2 separate regions of the Lactuca sativa genome follow, and region 2 is linked to region 1. The links are chromatin contacts, called in public Hi-C maps. All regions are on one chromosome and are shown on one strand. The core of a region is the stretch at or near the end of the contact, and the rest is flanking DNA. Distances in the headings are between cores, read along the strand shown.

Region 1 (2,527 bases), core at 18-2,517:
TTGAAATTGTACTCATTTAGTTACTAAACTTTTAAAATAAAGTTATAAAAATGAAGTATAAATAACTTTTAAAAATGAAAAAATAACCAAATAAGCACAAACCCAAAAGTTAAATGATCAAAAAAATGTTTAATGATCATTCTGACACAAATTTAAAAGTTTGATAACCTATTAAAACTTAAAATGAGTAAGTGGTCAAATGAACACATAACCAAAAGTTAAGGTTACATTTAGTTGCAGGAAAATGAGCCGTTTTCTGAAGAAAAAAAAATGAAAAATGAATAAGTTTTAATTTAAAATGAAAAATGAAAATGAAATATACATGTATATTAAACACGTTTTCTAATTTTCTAAAACTGAAAATAAAAAATGAATAAGTTTCCAAATTTTCCAATTAAAATTGAAAACAAGAAACGAAAATTAAAATGGGAAAGTGAAAAATAGAAAATAAAAAATGTTTTTCGTAACTAAACACAACTTAAGTGACCAAAAATAACTTCAAGCATATTTTTTATGGTATTTTTTATAACATTTATAAACATGTTTAGCAAAATAAGTTGAAAGTTAGACAGCTAAAAACTAAAACTATAGTTTTATCTGTATATAAACATTCGACAAAAGACTATAAAACTAGAAAAAGTAAAAATAAAAGGTATTAAAAATCATTTGAAGTATTTTTGGATTAAAAGTTTTTTTGTTCAAAATTAAAATTAAAATCTCTTACAAAGTTTTTTTTTATCGGGTTTCCTTTTTTTATAAAAATTTAAAACTAAAAACTTCATAAAACTCTTAAAAGCTACAGTTGTTTGATTGAAGGTTCAAGCTTTTAAGAAGAAAGGACAAATACAAAAGCTGCGTAAGTTTTGGTGTAGATTTAAGAATATTACAATCTTACAAACATCCAATCCAATAAAAAAAATAGAAAAATGGTAAAAAGAAAAAAAGTTTTGGTTGGACAGGAAGAACCAAGTTGCCTCAATTTTACCGAGAGGCGAGAAACACTATATTTGGCGGCTTCTCATGAGTAATGAGTGCATATTATATTTTAATTAGCACATTTTCTTATTTCTTGAAAAAAAACGAAGACACTGACTGACTCCAATAAATATATAAATACAAAAATATATAATTGTCTATATATATATATATATATATATATATATATATATATATATATATATATATATATATATATATATATATATATATATATATATATATATATATATATATATATATATATATATATATATACACACACACTCTGTGTTCTGTTCGTTGTCCATTCATTTTCATTTAGTTTTCATCTCTACCCTCTACACTTCTCCAGAATAATAGAATAGAAGATTTAATCTTTTTTTTTTTTTTAAATCCCACCATTATTATTCATTTCCTTATATTCCCATCTACATTCGTTTTGTGTTTCAAAGTAGATCTAAAATTTGTCTAAACTTCTTTGTGTGTGTGTATTTTTTTTTCTTTTATTTTTCTTTTTGTCCGAAATGGGTTTTGTTATATATGACACCATCAAGATCTTCGCAAAGTCAATGCTTTGATCTGAGTTCCTCCCTGCTTATTTTCCGGTGAATCTGAGTCAACGATGATGCGTATGAGAACTAAAACAACAGAGTTGACTTCCATGAAAGGGAGCTCAGCCGTCTCAGCCACAAGAGACGGCGGCGATGAAGACGAATTGGAGGTCCGGCCGGGAGGAATGCTGGTTCAGAAGCGAGACCCGAATGAAGTACAAACCCGCGTTCCTCCACCAACCATTCGAGTTCGGGTCAAATACATGTCAATATACCACGAAATGATTATCAGTTCTCAAGCAACATTTGGTAATAATAAAAGCTATTACAGTTAGTTAGTGTGTGACAATGGAATTAGTGTATCCCCAAATTCAATTTACGATTGGGTTTTGTTACAGGAGAATTGAAGAAGATGTTAACCGGTCCGACCGGATTACACCATGAAGATCAAAAGATCATATATAAAGATAAAGAAAGGGCCTCGAAAACGTATCTCGATGTTGTCGGAGTAAAAGATAAATCAAAAATGGTATTGGAAGAAGACGCAATAAGCAAAGAGAAAAGGTATCTCGAAGCTCGAAAGAACGCCAAAATTGAAAAGGCGGCTAAATTGTTATCGGAGATTAGCCTGGAAGTCGATAGACTCGCCGGCCAGTTGTCGGCGCTTGAATCCGTTATCTCTAAAGGAGGAAACGTGGCGGAGAAGATGGTATCGAATCTGATCGAGTTATTGATGAATCAACTGATTAAATTAGATGAAATTAAAATCGACGGCGATGTAAATTTGAAGAAGAAAAAACAGGTTACTTCTTAATTCTTAATTCTTAATTGACAATTTAATTTTCTCTTGATTTTTGGATAAATATGTACATATTGTGAAATTTATAGGTGGAAAGAGTTCAGAGATACGTTGAAACTCTGGACGTTATGAAGGTGAAAAACGCAAGGAATCAAGTACCCAAGCAGCAACCACCGCCACCGACACCACCAGCGACCAC
Region 2 (2,527 bases), core at 13-2,512, 510 kb after region 1:
AAACACATCTAGTCACCCCATAACAACTCAAAAAAGAAGGCAGTGCAGCTCGCTGAGTCACTCAATTTGTGCCATCTGTCATCCAGGTAGGATTCTCCACAACATGGTGATGATGATCTTTCGTTTGCAAGTCTTGCCACCCGTTCATGACGTGGTATGTATCACATTTGCCAATCTTACTTACCAACAAATGGCATAGAAATCGTAGGTAAAAAGAAAAAAAAAATCCCCCCAATCACCAAGATTACAATTTAAAAGATTTTCTTAGGTATTTGGTATGGAAAACAATAATCTTTAGAACTTATAGATAGCACATGTAAACAGAAATAGTGATAACTTGAGTAAACAAAAAGGAAACAAGATAAGGGCAGATAGATTATAACAATCCAAAATTACCAGACTTCATATCCACCCGATCAACTTTTCCATATTTTCTAAAGAGACGCTCCAGTTCACCCTGTCTTGCATCAAACTCGAAGTTCCCACAGAATATGGGCCTCATTTTACCTTCAAAAAAACAGACAGTTTGATAAGAATGATTGATAAAGCTACACAATGATATCCCAAATACACATGTACATCAGATTATCCCAAAATAGACATCCAAAAATTCAATTTTCCTTCAACTATACGCGACCTGTATGAGTATTTGATGTCTAATTATCACAAAGAAACTACAGATAGTGTACTACAAGCAGATAATATTATATTAATCAATGATATATGCATGATAGATTCGCCTTCACCACCAACCGACCAACAAGAATCTAAACAAAATAGCAAGCTATTGAAATCATTAATAACAAGCAATACATTACGTCAAAATGAAATGGAATCAAAAGAAGATCGCAGCAACAGGCAGGTCAACGGAGAACAAAAATAAACATCTCCAACCAACAAATTTCTAGATCTAGACATTCATGAAAAGAGTACGTTGATTTAAAACATATAACTAAACGCGGATTCAAAAGCACAATGTTGATGTACAAAACAGCATCAGATCCAATTATATACAATAATACAGATATATAACAGAAGCTGACAATAACTAGCACGTTAAGCAACAAATTATAATTCAAATTCTTAGATCAATCGAGGACTAATTCTACAGATGAGGTGTTACCTTCAAAATGGGAAAGAGCAAAACCCTAATCTGCAGAGAATAGATGAGACCGATGAAGATAAAAATATCTTGGTGTATTGACGGCAAGGTTGCTCGAGTTTCTATATATAGTACGGAATTTACATTAACTTCCCCTATCTTCATGATATACGCAATATTGGTTCGTTAAAACTGAATTTCACAGAATTGACCCCTTGAGTGGTTTCATATGTATGATTTAGTAAAATAATTTAAATAAAACAAATTGTTTTTTTACTAACATTATTAAAAAAACTCTTGTTAAAATATTATAGAATATCAAAAAAATTGAATATTAAAAAAAATATAGACAATATAATACGTGTATTATATTATATTTTTAACAGTATAACCAATCTTTTAAAATTTCATCAACATTTTATTTTTATACTAATAAAGTTTACTTTTACTCTCTTTAATGAAATAAAATACAAGTCACATTTCTAAATAAAACAAAATATGATGATTTTATCTTTTTTATCTCAATATACATCAATAAAAATAGATCAATTTTAGGGTGGGTTTAAACATATATTTGAACTTTGTTTTTTACAAATTTTATTTGGGCTTAGATCTCCCCCAACTTTCTTACTTGACAAATGACATTAAGTAACATGTAACAAATTTGACATCCAAAACAAACCATTTGTGGCATGTGGGAACTTTTTGTCCCCGACATGTCATTGGATATTTTGTCACAAGCTTGATAGCGGTAGAAAACTTAAGTTATATAAAGGTATGTCCATTGGCTCAAGGTTTCTCTCAACAACTTGGTCTCAATTATGATAGACTTCAAGTTATTTTCTTGAAACACAAATAGTTAGGTAGATATGTCGTATAATCCGTGTAGTAGAATGATTGACATTTGTTGATGCTTTTATTAGTTAACAACAATCCTATAACATCCTATAAAGATGACTAACCAAAACCATTTTTAAATGCCAACATTTATACAAGATGCAGAAGAAAATGAATTGACAATAGTTATATCTTTTAGTTATAAACTTATAATTGATTGATATTAAAATGCAAGTAAAATTATCATAATTTAATGTTAAAACAATAATGGGTTGCGGCATAGTCCATTTACCTGTTACGTCTATATAAAACTTTTATGATTAAAATAAGGGATAATGACTTGAAAGAGTAACGAACTTTCGGTTTTGTTTACATTTAGTCACTAAACTTTTTTTTGTTATATATTTGCCACTAAACTATTGAAATTGTTCACATTTTACCCTTATGACCGGTTGTTACCGGTCATAAGGGTAAAATGTGAACAGTTTCAATAGTTCAGTGGCAAATAGATAATGAAAAAAAGTTTAGTGACTAAATGTGAACAAAATCGAAAGTTCGTTTCCCTCTAAAAAAATGTTAACATTTCAT

What was found. A called contact is a pair of places that touch in the nucleus more often than the background predicts.
Region 2: a Hi-C map of bud shows a contact between it and region 1, with 8 times the contacts expected there. The contact joins the promoter of LOC111904013 here to the promoter of LOC111904010 in region 1. A contact is called at or near these places in 3 of 4 Hi-C or Micro-C datasets (bud, leaf and seed).

The regions. Positions count from the first base shown.
Region 1 is chr8:11,332,124-11,334,650 of Lsat_Salinas_v11, forward strand. LOC111904010 (BAG family molecular chaperone regulator 2) reads left to right here and starts at 1,268. Exons shown (of 3, transcript XM_023899789.3): 1 at 1,268-1,838; 2 at 1,928-2,331; 3 at 2,418-2,527. The coding sequence starts at 1,601.
Region 2 is chr8:11,837,524-11,840,050 of Lsat_Salinas_v11, forward strand. LOC111904013 (serine/arginine-rich splicing factor RS40) reads right to left here and starts at 1,263. Exons shown (of 6, transcript XM_023899793.3): 1 at 1,124-1,263; 2 at 397-507. The coding sequence starts at 502.